2 separate regions of the Mus musculus genome follow, and region 1 is linked to region 2. Evidence: chromatin contacts called from public HiChIP or PLAC-seq data. All regions are on one chromosome and are shown on one strand. The core of a region is the stretch at or near the end of the contact, and the rest is flanking DNA. Distances in the headings are between cores, read along the strand shown.

Region 1 (6,814 bases), core at 1,498-3,997, 350 kb after region 2:
GTTTTTATCTCACCAAGAGCACACAAATAAGCAGAATAAAATAACTAAACATACATAACATGTCAAAAGTCATGAGTCAGTAAAATGTTAAGCTCTACCACTGCTCATCACACATCTGGAATGCAATCAAGTGAACTTTGGTGGCCTTTCCATCTTCAGCCCAAACTAAAGCATACAAGCAAGCCAGTGGGGGACTGAGAGAAGGCCAACAAGCCCTTTTGGCTTCTAAACATGGCCATTCCAGGTCTACACAGTAAATGTGGAGAGGGGTCCCAAGAATGTCCACCTCAAGGAATGGTGGACCCTGATCTGTGCATGCTGGGGCATACAGGACTGGGCCGTTACTGCTCTGCCAGTGATGACGCTGACAGCCTTTCCGCCATTGCTTGGGGTCACTCAGCTGTCCCCATAGGTACATGACTCCAGTACCCTTTCCTGCTCCTCTGAATGCATCTCCTTTCTTCTGACTTTGCTTCCCTTTCTTTGACTGCCTGAATTAAGAGCAATTAATTCTCCTTTCGTAGGGCTTAGGGCCACTGTCCACCAACAGGCTAATGAGAAGAGAGGGGAGCAGAATTGGGAGAGCAGTAACAGAGCACACACAAGCACAGCGGAGAAAGTAGCAGGAAAGCCAGCTAGCTGTCAAAAACACCTCCAAATTGTTCATAATGGTTTTAAAGCTAAAGGGAAATCTTTGATCGAATATCTTATCTGGTGGTTGAAATAAAATAGTTATTTAGAATTTAGCAACCTCCAGTTCACTTTCTTTTCTATTAGCATAACAGAAAGACATTGGGTTCACAAACGTTCCACACTATGACCAGTATTCACATGTCTTTCTGTCTTACCCACTGACTATCATTCCATACTAATCTTCTACTTTTGTAATCACATACAAATCGTATATGCCTAGTATTAATGTCAGTTCCTAAGTGGCAGCTCTGACTCTTCTATTTTCAAACTTTTTCATGTTGAATTTTTACTTCAAACAATACATATGGTTTTTTTATTTGTTTTTTTTTTTTGTTGTTGTTGTTGTTGTTTTTTGAGACAGGGTTTCTCTGTATAACCCTGGCTGGCCTTGAACTCAGAAATCCACCTGCCTCTGCCTCCCAAGTGCTGGGATTAAAGGCATGCGCCACCACTGCCTGGCTTAGTAAATTATACTTATTTTTCTTATCAAAATAAACTAAAGCAAATATGTTTAATTCTGATTGGTATGAAAACAATTGACTATTTCCCTTTGTAGTTTTTTAACTTGTTAAAAATAAATTAAAAATTTAAGATTTAAAGGGCTACAATTCCTCATGTTGCCCCAACCTAAAGCTAATCCCTAGAAAGCTAACACAAAGCCCACAGCTATGCTTTTGTCCTCAAGTATTTTTACACAGTTAACCCTAGATCATAGCTGAGTCTCTGCTGAGTTACCTCTTGCCTATAGCGCATGCATGAGGCTTCCAGCTCCTAGAAACAAATGAGCACCTGGCCTAGGAGAGCACAATGGTGTATGCATGATCTGGGCTGAGGATTGCAGGCTAAGGCTTACTCTTTAAAATCTCCCCATTATTTTATGAGAAAGAGGAAATAAATGCTAAAATAAATATAGAATGGCAAAATCTTGAAATGTTTAGAACCTAAGTAAAGATACATATGAGTTTATTATAACATTTTCTATTTTTGCATGATCAAGATTACCTTATAACACACTTTCTTAAATCCTCTTTTATATGTTACCCAAACTATGGATTCTTTGCAATATACAAGCTCATCTCAGAACAAAATTACCACTTCCTTTAAGGAGTTAATGAACCAATTGGTCATTAACATCTTGTTATGAGTTATTTCAATCAAATGTTTAATCAAATCTCTTTCTCCTCCTATCACCTCGGATCACTTACACAAAGTGTCAGTCCAACAAGTGGAGAGGAAGCAAGAGTGACCATAGTGAGGGGGTGTTAAAGCCCACCCAGCCAGAGATAGGAAAGAGTTCGAGACAGGTAGTAACTACAAAGAACCCAGAAATGGCTTCTGTCTTCTTTAAAAAACAGCCTACTCTTTAAATCTTGCTTCATGTACTGTCTAAACTTGGCTCAGAATAGAGTCAGAATCATCATTGATCTTGTCCTTCAAACTGTGATAAATACAAAGGGATTCATGCTGTACTTCACAAATCTTGGACTCTGAAATTTTTCTTTCTACTCATCGTGTAAACAATTATTTACAGCTGTTAAATCCTTACATGATCACATTTGACTACACCTGATATGCGTTATGCTATAGAGAAGTCCAGAAACTTTCTGGATGATAGAGTTCTAATGTGTGAAAGAAACATTTGAACCTGGTCCGAGTCAGGCCCTCGCTAAGGTTAATCAAGTGTGTTCCTGCTATTTTCTATAAATGTACCAAAATTCTTTGTGAAAATATACTAAAATATGACTGCTCATATTTTTTAAAGGTATGTAATACCTGCTTCAGCAAAGCTCGAGAGTTAGAAAGCAAATGAAATCAAAGGACTAAACCTGGGATCTCTTTCCTGTAAGACACTTTTAGCCCGTTCATAACCCTTTTCCTTCTCCACCGCCTCTACTGGAAAAGCTGGACAAACAAGCCATTTGCTTTTGTCTCCTTCGCAGCTGCGGTAATCGGCCATATAACCTAATTCTAGACGAGACATGGGAAGACATCTGCAATGGGACTATTGAACAGTCTCCCTTGTTTTGAGTCACTCTACCCTCCCCCTGCAAAGAAAGGGAACATGTGGACTCATTCATCTATGCACTACTTTCTGTCCCCACTCCCAGACTATGGGCCTACTGTGGCTAAGGGAAAGCTGTAAGATTTGTAGGTATGCAGGACCATGTCCCTAAATTCTAGCCTCCTGCACTAACACCAGCATCTCACCTCTCCAGAATGCTTGTTATGCAAAAGAGCTAAATACCCATTTGTTTTTAACGGTTTATTTGTTCTTATGCTCTTATTCATCCAGCAGGTCCTCCCTCTGACTCCCCTCAGCCTGCCTCTTGCCTGCCTCCTGTATTGCTGCTGTTACTGATACTCTGAGCTACAGTGTGCTGGAAATTTTATACAGCTTGCTTTCTCTGTTTTGGTTATTCATGCTTGTAGTCTAACACATTCCCAAAACACAAGTTTTATCACTTAATTGTGCCATGTGAAGTATGGCTAAGCCACAGTTTCCTCAAGTGCTGCACAAATTAAATGAAGGTACATTCAAGAAACACTAAACCTCTTATACACCATAACTGCATGGTAAAAAGGTTTTATCTAAGAGATAAACAGTTGTTATATCTGTCATCACACATGCTCCAGGAGGAAACAGAAGTAAATACTATGGTCACCAGACACCCATGCCCTAGGGCTGAGCACCTAAGGTCTGGGAGGACTATGTACTAGAACTGAATTATGTCCCCAAACTGTACACATTGAAGCCCTGACAACCAGATTCATGGAACTCAGAGCATATTCCAGGAGTAGTCACGTGAAAATGAGATCCTAAAGACAGGGCTCTCAAAATGGGATGAGTGTTGTAAAAGAAGAGACGCCCGTGAGCTTTCTTCTCCCCTCACTCCTATGCCTCTCACCCTTTGCTATGTGAAGATCCAGGAGAATATGAACACCTGCCAGCAGGAAAAGCCCTCACTAGGAATCTTGGACTTCTTAGACTCTGGAACTACAAGAAACCCATTTCGATTGTTCAAGCCATCCGGTCTATGGTATTTTGTGATAGAAAGCAACCCAAATTGACTGAGAAACTAGGTGACTAAGCTCCTCTTAGAAATACTCAGACATGCTTATTGTGACCTAAGCCTTTAATCCCAGTGCTCAGAAGACAGAGACAGGTAGATCTCTGTGAGTTTGAGGCCAGCTTGGTCTAGAGGATGAGTTCCAAGACATCCAGAGCTATGTAGTGAGACCCTGTCTAGAAAACAAAAACAAAAAGAAAAAAAAAGGCATAAATAAGCAGAGAAGTTACAAAGTGGGGGAAAGCACATGGCTTAAGTACTTCTCCCACAAGTACTTAATAAAAGATAAGTCTTCTTTGTAGACTATCTACCTTCCAAACACCCCCAACCTGTGACTGCTTCAAAGGATCCAACACTGGCTGGATCAGGTGTGGGGGAAAAGAAGCCAGGGCACTTCTTTTCCTGTCCTTCCAGCTGGGAGAGGGGCTGAAAACTCCCTCAGCAGTCAGGTTTTCCTGCACTTCCCAGTACAGCTTACTACAGAGCACAGAGTGGTTCACACTGGGTTTTCGAGGACTACATGTGCTTTGGAATATCCAGTTCTGCTAATTTTTAACTTTGTGGTCTTGATTAGGGCACACACAGAGATCATGCTTGCTAAAATCACATTAAACAGTGTATCTGGCATTATGAACTTATCTGATAAGTATCACAAAAACAACAAAGTATCAGTGAAAGAATTAATTACAGGTGGTCCAGAAAATTTCCCAAATCCAATTAAACATTTAGGCACCTAACCTTAGGCACTAACCAGGACAGATATCTCTGTGCCTTCTACTGCTTATGCTAGATTGTTTCCAAAATGCCAGAGGATTGGAAAATAATGTTTTAAGAAAGAAAATGTGCAGTTTATTCCAAGTACTTTTCATTTAAATAAAATATCCCAAATGGGATCTAATTATTACCTACCAGAAAGCTTTCAAGTTACAAACAAATATGTTTCGAATTCACAACAAGATATAATTGCCTAATGAGTGTATCCTATAAACACTAATAATTATGACCTACGGTACAACTCAAAATAATACAATCTACTTTCCCCCACAACTGCACACCCCATCTGATCAAAACTATATGCTAGAAGCTATTACTCAGAGCTTGGAGCTCAGATGCCAAGCTTTGCAGCAGGCCTTAACTCGCACCTGCAAAGGGATTGTTGAATGTTCCTCTTCCAGGTAAAGACAAAATCAAACAAGGAGATCTGAGGATCTGAGGCCTCGGAGTTTCAATGTTGGAGAGGTTGGAGAGGAAAACAAAGGAGATGAAAAGAGGGGGGACAGGAAGAGGGAGAGACATGAGGGAAAGGAAGAGGGGGAGAAACATTGAAGAAGGAGGTGAGAGAAGAAGAGACAGGCTAGAAAATAAAAATAATAGTCATCCATTGGAGCCTGGATAAACATAAGAATGACAAACAACTTTATCAAGACCTAAATGATAACATTTTAACAGATGAACAACCGTGCCTAAAATACAGGTTTAGAATTAACAGGAAAGGGAAAATCAGAGACCTCCAAAGATGGAAACCTAGACAGAAAAGTCCTAGTGATCTAAGGTTGCACACTGCTGCACTTAGGCATAGGACCAAGTGTGAATGGTGAGTGATTAGTGAGTAGCAGGAGGGAAAGAAGGCAGCTCCCAGCTAAAGCCAAGCTTACAGAACTTCTCACCCATTTGCTCTATGGATGATGCAATGTAGGATTCTGGAATCAGATTGCTACAGTTGCGACATGCCCCTCCTTTCATTGTGGAAGAATTAATTTCAGTTACAATGGAAGGTCACTCCTGCAATACTAGAGATGGCACACCTTAATCCACACAAAGAGACTTGGAGAAAAACAAGTTCAAAGGACAAAAGCTGGCTACTGCAAAGCTGAAATATTTAAATTCTTAAGAATTTTCTTTGAGATTGCATCAGATCTATACAATCCTAACTAGCTTCTCTGAAGTAAGATAATGCAATCCGTTTTAGGAAATTTGGGATAAATGAATTATCCCTCTTTCTTTTTTTTTCCCTGACCTTTGGAAATTTCAGTGTTTAAGCCTTAGTTGTAGTCTGACTTTGTGAAGATTTTAACTATTGTGCTACCTTCTCTTACATGGTAAAGCACTTACTGAAATTTCATCATTTTTATGTTGCTTTTTAATTTTCTTAACAGAGATTCCTTCTTAGCTTCAAGAATATTGTGTTTTGAGCTTCTCAGAGAATCAAACTGAAACTTAACTTTTTCAAAATAAGCAACAAATTTAACCACTTAATTTAAGTATTTTTTAAAAACTCCACCTCAACTTAATTTAATATTTTTATTTGACTTAATTTTGGGAAACCTGTCAACTTTTTGTCAATATATGGGGAAAATAACAGCTAGTTTAATCAAGACATTTTAAATAGTATAGTCTTATCATTGAGTAGTAAAATTCTATACCAATAAGTATATTAACTCTAGAAAAATCTACACTGTAAACTAGAGTCTGATCTGACTTAAATCAGATTAGATAAGAATGACCCAGAAAGCCAGCCTCCCCACATCATTTGATCACAGTAACTTCAATGAAATACAAACAGCAGAACTTATTAAAAAGTTAGTTGGTCCGAAGAGGCAACTTCTTTTTGAATGCTTGACTCAAAAGTCTTATAGGTACACCACAGAACATATATATATTTTTAAGAGTTTATGTGAGAGGTAAAGATTTCCTTGGACATGTCAGCTTTGTCAAAAATGCAGATAAAGTATTTCTGGTGCCAAAAAAAGGTATCAAATTTATTTCCACCCACAAAAAAAAAATTGGATTGCATCCTTGTTTTATCAAAAACAGAGACTTCTGTGGAAAGAGGAATGCTCAAATTGGTTAGCCCACCAAAATGCTAAACAAAATAGAGAGTTACCATACTTTATTTGAGCTGATTTTATAGGAACCGTATGTATGACTTTCACTCTCTAGAAAGTGGTTTTCTCTTGAACACACATCAGAACCATTCATCATAACATAATTGCAAGCTGTCAGTCAGGACCGCACCCTTAGCTTGTGGCAAACCGCCAACACATCTGTCAGAA
Region 2 (7,227 bases), core at 2,258-4,757:
ATGGCAGAGGAGTCTGATTCTGTTTCCTGGCACATCTTCTCTAAGCCTAGGGTCGCTCTTGTAGAGGAAACTCAATAGATCTGTGTGGAGCAGAACCTATTTGCACAGCACAAGCCAGGAAAGTAAGAACCAAGCCTAGAGAACATTGATGATGAGATAGTCATGGGCACACTAGACAAAGGATAATCAAAGTCTCATCACCCCCAGCAAGAGCATCAGACTTAAGAAAACCCCAGGGGTATCATAGCCAATAAACTCCTGTAGAACCAGGAATTATAATACCAAAAAAATATTGCCTAGCACCTTAAAATTTGATTAAGATCTTGATTTTACTTCAGAAAAATTCAACAATTAAGGAGGGTCTCCCAAGTACTGGTACTGCTTAAGGGTAACTGTGGCAATAGAAATTGTGTTTAACTTGCCCTCAGCAAACCAGTATGAAATGAGTGAGATAGTAAATCATCAAAAGAATGCAACCAATCAACTGATACAGGGAACTTGCTTATGTCAGGCACTGGACAACTGGTACCTAACACATGTTAACTCAACTCATCCTTATAGGAACTGTTTGATATGGGTACAGGTATGAGCCTTGGGTAATTTATCCAGAGTAAACAAACAATAGACTCTGAGTTCAAAGTCCTGTCCTGTCATATGGCCCCTGGCTCTATACTCTTTACCATCATAACTGTTCCCATAGTCAACAGCAGTGAGAGCCTAGAAAGTTCTGGTGGAGGTAGGGGGGGTAAAGGAAGGCTCTAAGCATTTAGCCCAGTCAGATCATAGCACTAGATCTGCCAGTCTTAAAGCATGGTGTCCTTCTCAGTGGTGGCATTGTGAAGAATCGAGGCAGTGGCAGACTCACAGGTCTCTCAGGGCCCAGACCTAACTTCCCATTGATGCTGTTCTGTTGTCTTTGCAGAAATAGCTTTTAGACACTCATATTACCTTGAAAGAACGTAGAAAGCAACAGCCTTGCTGAGGGAATGTTTGTCAAACTGATGAGTTTAAGCAGGATGCTCTTGGTCTAAAGACCCAGTAAGGAAACGTGGAAGGTTACTTGATTTTCTTTATGTTTGCAATCAAAGCATTTTAACACACTCATAGACAAATGTGCAAATTGGGAGGGGCTTATATGACTGGCAAGCAAAACGAAACAGAACAGAACAAAGTCTATTCTTCCACAGTCCCAGAAGCAAGAATAATCTTCTCACTGTTAGTGATTGGCCAATCACCTGCTCTGAAGGCCCCCAACTACTTATTGAAGCAAAACACCACATTTTTTATTTCCAGAGAAGTAAGGTCTCAGACTTGGACTCAAGGCACTTTCCTCACACTACTGCCTTGGTTCGTGCCAGGAAATGGCTGAGCTGAGCTGACCTTCTAGCTGCTGAATAGGTCAGGGGCTCTCCATCTAGTATCACCGAGGGAAAAGACATGAGTGGGCCAGTGGCAGAGCGACAGGGAAACTTTAACACAGGTATGCTCATGGACACTCAGTGCAATCAGATGGCAGTCCATGATCCTTGCATCCAACAGGTCATTTACTTTGGCTGATGTAATTAGCAACACCCCCATTTGGAAAAGTGAGCACTGAGTACTATATTCAGGAAAGGAGAGGAGACCAAAGGGTAGCTCACATGTGGTGGCCCCAGAGCCATCACATTTCACAGAGTACCCACCCTAGCAGCAGGATCCTCAAGTCACCAAATTACATTTAGGCTTGGAGACCCTTTGGGGGGCCCCAACAATCCTTCTTTATGTGCTTTGCTACCCCTAAACTTGATGTCCTCAAGTGAAGTGAGACTTGTAACAGTTTCCTTACATATCCTCAATCATAGCCCCAATGCTCCTTTCCGTAGGAAATGAAGAGGCTCAGAAGAGACCGGCCTGAGGGATACAGGGAAGTCAGTTCCTTCTGAGGAGGGCAGTAGAGCCGAGCTTCTCAACCCACTGATAAAGGGGTGGAGAGACTTGGGAGACATCGAGATTGTGTTTTTCTGAATCATTTCTCATTTTTTTATTTAGGCTTCACACTTTTCCTGGGGCCTCTGGGAACCTTTCCAACCCTGTATCTGTGATTGACTGCGGGTTCCCGAAGTAAGTGATCTGTCAGTCCTGGGCCCCGGGAAGGGGCAGAGGAGGCCCTGGCTGGGCTGTACTTGGCTCGGCCCCCTGACATTGTACACGCTAATGCAATGTGAAGTAGCAAGTCTAAATAGCCTGTCCAACTTTTTTGATGTCCCTGAACTCACAGATGGGATTCATTTCCATGCTGTTCACAAAATGTAAACGATACAAGGACATTAAAGAGTATTAAATGACTTGATGACATTTTGGTCACATTAATGAAAAGTGGCATTTTTTAAACTACCAAAAAGAAAAAGTTCTGTGGGTGGGTGGAGAAGGGGGAAATGATGAGAAGAGACCCCAGAAGGGTGTGGTATGGAGAAAAATAGGAGAGGGAATTGAGTGCACCCAAAATGTAGAAGAAATGTTGGCAGCCTTGGCTCCTGTCACCCCTGCAGGGGCTTCAGTTAGTGACATAAGAACTTCAGTGACAAGGATGAGTGTGCAGAAAACACACAGAGAGAGAGACAGAGACAGAGACAGAGAGACAGAGTCAGAGAAACAGAGGCAGAGAGAGAGAGAGAGACAGAAACAGACAGAGACAGAGAGAGACACAGAGAGGAGTAAGCTAGTTTCACAAAAGCTGTGTTCCATTCCAGTCTGCTTACTTTGGTCAAAACAACTTCATGTCCATGAAGAGGACATGAGAGATGTGACTTGTTTCCTCCAGGAAGCTAACTTGTGAGCACTTGCCTTGCCTAGAGTGTCTCTTCTCTAGACTGCCAAATAACCCTCACTGAAGCCCACAGCCCTTTGCCATTTAGCTGTAAGGTAAGTTATCAGGATTCTCTCCAGGTTACAGGCTTCTGAAGAAATTAAGTCAGGATTAGGAGCATAGATCTGGTTATTATTGATCACGTGATCTGGAGCAGAGATCATTGTTCTCTCTGGGGGTCAACAATGCCACCTGTAAAATGGGTTAAGGAGAAAACTCGGGGCCAGATTGAGGGAGCAACAGAAGTCATTAAGCCTTATGCCTGGTTCTCAACATCTGTTACAGATTACCCTCAGCCTTGTGCCCAGCACCCCAAGAACTTGGCACACAGAGGGCACTCAATAAATGCTTCTTAAGAGGTAGTATCTCAACAGACTCACTTAGGAGGGAAAAAAAATCAACTCCCAAGGGAACTAAGGAGTGGGACTTGGAGCCACAGAGAATAAAAGTATGTGGCAGAGACATAACATATTGTGTCCTATATACCTCACTTGAAAATAAACCTTTTAAATGTTAATATTGGAACCTGTCTCTTAGGAGTGTTGGGGAGGTGTCTTATTCATTCCTCCGACCAACCAACTATGGCTGACAAGTAGGGGTGAGCAGGCCCCACTCCTTGCCCTCTCTAGCCTTGGCAGGACTTTCTCCCTCCAGCCCTGGTGGTTACATTAATTGCTAATGACAATGGCAACCTTCACTCTGTGTGGTTTCCTGCCCAGATTCTGGATCCTTTACAAGGCTCCCTTTTCTTTTCTTTTCTTCCCCACCTCCCCACCCCCCAGATAGGAAATGCAATCTGAGACGTGTAAAGAAAAAAAAGAAGAAGAAGAAGAAAAAGAAAGAAAGAAAAAAAAAAACAACAGTGTGCTTATTGTCACAGTCTCCACTCCTCCTGGGTTCCCAGGCGACAGGGCTGTGTGTGCTCTGGGGTGCCTGCCCACCACAGGGAAGAATAAACCCAGACTCAAATCATAGGAAATTCGTAAACTGTGTTTCTCAGAGCTGTGTCTCTCAAGGTCTGTTTCTCTGCCATACGATCTCTATAAACCACATTGCTGCCAGCCAGGGCATGGGCCAAGAGGCGCCGGGAGCTCGGAGATAATGAATGCCAAATGCATGTGACAATAGTCTGATCCTCCAGAGAGCAGGACGGAAATGTTGTGTTTTTATATATGCATAGTGACTTATACACCTATGTGTGTGTATAGGCCTTGCATGTTCACACTCCCACACATGCGTGTGCATACCTACACATAGGTCCACCACACAATACCTCTTCATGGACTAAGTCCCCATTGCCAAACTCAGGTTAACTAACCTCCCAATTGCTCCATTAAATTATGAAGACAAAATAGCGATATGGATCCAGAGAACAAAGTAAAAGAGGAAGAAAATAATCAGACCCCATTTCCGCTGGAGATACTTGACATGGAAAAATTACTGACTGGGCTTGAAAAATCAAAATGTCTTGTGCCCAAGGACTGCCACAAGACCCAGCAGATACAAGGGGCCCACAACTGAAAAAAAAAAAAAAAAAAAAAAAGAGGTGAGGACAGATTCCTTGGCACCAAGCGTGAACTGGGAGAGATTGCCCATGCAATGAATCACCAGAGATCTTCCCAAAAACAGTTTGGCTCCTCCCAAGTCTGACCAAGCCTTTCAGTGCCTAACCAGTCACCAGTTGGCTGGGGATGGAGGGGAGGGGAGGATGAAGAGGATCTCCTCGCAGAAAACTAGCAAGCAAACCAGAAGAAGGCAAAAAGGTAATTAATGTTATAGCCTTTTAGATTCTAAAAAATACTGCGCTTAAAACCGCAAGTCAACGGAGCGGGCTGTCGGCGACCGATAAATGCCTCTACATTCACAGGCATCAGCAGTCTTCCCGTTACAAAAAAAAAAAAAAAAGTAATAATACATACATATTAATGGATTACATTTTGTCCTTTGGGGAACATAATTTTTAAAAGGGCCAAGGCAGCAGTAATAGTTCCTTTAAAAATTCTAAATGCCGTAATTGTTTTCTCTGAATTATGGTGCTAGGATTTAATTAGTGATGAATGTTCGGTGTGGGGTTTGGACATTTTTGATGAATTCAGCCAAACAGAAAAGTACTCTTGTCCTCGTGGTCCACTGTATAGAAGCAGTGTGTCCGAATTGGGTTTTTACTTTCTCCAGCCTGGTCTGAGTTAGAAAGGAGGTTCTTTATCCAGAGTTCAAGGACAAACACCAAATCTAGCCATTGAGATCCTGCAACTCAGCACACACTTTGAGGTCTTTTGGTTATGAGAAAGAAAAATAACAGGCAAACGGTAGAAACGCTCATATCTTTAGCAAGAAGTTGCCCAAATCTTTGGTCCAAGCCCTGGGTTTAAAGGACTGGGAGTTAGGGTTAAAGATATGGCCAGGGTAGGGATTTTTTTTTTCATTCATCTCACTAACAGGAACTAAGCAAGGTCTACTGGGCCCAGATTCTAAGTTGGACACCGCTCTCAGGGCCCTGGCAATAGAGTTCTTGCCTAGGGGTAAACACAATTGCTTTGTTCTGCTCTAAACCGCTTCTGTACAAAAGCAACTGGAGAGATGCCCAGAGTAGCACAATCCACAGGGGAAGAATCCTGGTGGCCCACACAGCAGGGCCCCTGGGGCCCAACTTGCTCCCCTGTCCACCTTTAGGACTTCTTTCATTTGAGACCTGGAAGCTGTCCTGGGTTCCCTGGATCCCCTATTAACATGCAAATATTCCTGGGAAAGGTTACACCTTGAGGCCCCATCAGCTAACCTCCAGCTCACTAGTTTCTTCTTAGCAAGGATTAGCAGAAATAGAACACCAAAAGGGCTCCAGGCACAGCCTGCCAGAAGTTAGGGTTCCTGTGGAAGGGAGCTAGAAGAACTCTTTCTCATGCTAAGATTTTTTTCTGGACAGCCAATTTTTTTAAAATTTGGCGACAACAGGTTGATGTTTTCATTCCAACCCAGGTTGATATTTCTAAACTGTAAAATAAAACAAAGTCCAGTTCTAGTAATTTTAAAGCTGTCCACTTGAATTCATTCACAAATCAAGGATCATCCTGAACGCCAGGTCTTCTGATAAGAGCACAAGAATGCAGTCTTTGCATAGTCCCTGGTCACATTGCAAGTATCACCTGCTCTAGGCAATGCTAATCCCCTAATGACAGTGAAGCTGTCAGAGACTGAGGGTCAGTTAAAACTGCAGGCCTAGGTAGGTAGGTAGAAGGTAGATATGTAGATAAGTATGTAGTAGGTAGATGGGTGGGTAGGTAGGAGGTAGGTAGTAAAAATGTCAGGCCTAGGTAGGTAATAAGCCAAAATAGAATACCTAGGTGGTCAGAGGAAGTGTTGTTTTGCTCTATCTAATGTTCTCTTTATTTTCTTTCATCTTTTCCTTCCTCTATTTCATTACTTTATTTGCACCTCCTCTCAACACCACAGCAATTTCTTATTCCCACACTCATCTACCCTACTCTTCTCTGGAGATCTGTTGAAGCCTATTGGTCCAGCTGCCAGGGGACTCCCTCATTCCTCTCAGTGAAAGTCTTAAGACGCTGTTCTGGAAACAGTGATGTCTGAGAGCAGAGGATCCAGAATCAGTAAGAAAGACCTTGGTTCGAATACTCACACTGGTTCTGCCACTTCTAGACACTGGAAGCAAGCAAGGTCTATGTCCTACACAGCTGCCTTCTCATTTGTCTCACAAAAGACTGGGTGACACTAACATGAGGGCTTGAGAATCATCTCTACTCTTGTTACCATAACATACTACGGAGCCTGCCATTTTCACTGACTACCTGGGTCTGCCAGTTTTTCACTCCCTATTTACCTACCAACCTACCAACCTACCAACCTACCTACCCACCTACCTACCTACCTACCTACCTAGGCCTGCCACTTCAACTGATCTTCAGGCTCTGTCATTTTCACTGGTTACCTGAGTATTTATGAAATTGAACTCCAAAATAATGTTCAGGTGAGGGGTGTGTGTGTGTGTGTGTGTGTGTGTGTGTGTGTGTGTGTGTGTGTTGCGCGTATCCATCTGTATACATGTATATACAGAGATAGGTATAAGGGTAACCCTGCTGGTGATTAGAATCACAAAGAGGTAAGAATGAGAACTCAGTTTAGATTGACCTAGTCAATCTGGATCAAGACCTCAGGGGGTCCAATCTCAGGTGGTTTATTCATTTAAACACAGTATAATTTGGAAAAAAGGTTTTCTGGTGTAATATAATCCCCGTACACAAGGAAGAATAATTACATCAAAACTTGACTCGGGGTGCATGCCATTTCTTCCAAGAAGATGAGTTCTAGATACAGGCTACCTGTACCGGCTTAAGGGCCTAAAGAAGAGTCTGGCCTGGCCTGAT

The links. HiChIP or PLAC-seq counts read pairs in DNA pulled down with a chosen protein or histone mark.
Region 1: a contact with region 2 is called in an H3K27ac HiChIP or PLAC-seq map of stem cell-derived neural progenitor cells, with 2.5 times the contacts expected there. The contact joins two enhancer-like sites.

The regions. Positions count from the first base shown.
Region 1 is chr7:115,727,539-115,734,352 of GRCm38.p6, forward strand. The region is part of intron 4 of Sox6 (SRY (sex determining region Y)-box 6); the gene reads right to left. Among named protein-coding and RNA genes, the nearest start is that of Gm51455, 230 kb to the left of the region's middle. Within about 2 kb of position 2,748, at least 12 of the 459 cell types and tissues checked have an H3K27ac peak or open chromatin away from gene starts, as enhancers often do. A contact at or near this core is called in stem cell-derived neural progenitor cells, where this site is marked.
Region 2 is chr7:115,377,639-115,384,865 of GRCm38.p6, forward strand. No RefSeq gene overlaps it. Among named protein-coding and RNA genes, the nearest start is that of Gm45999, 17 kb to the right of the region's middle. Within about 2 kb of position 3,508, at least 23 of the 459 cell types and tissues checked have an H3K27ac peak or open chromatin away from gene starts, as enhancers often do. A contact at or near this core is called in stem cell-derived neural progenitor cells, where this site is marked.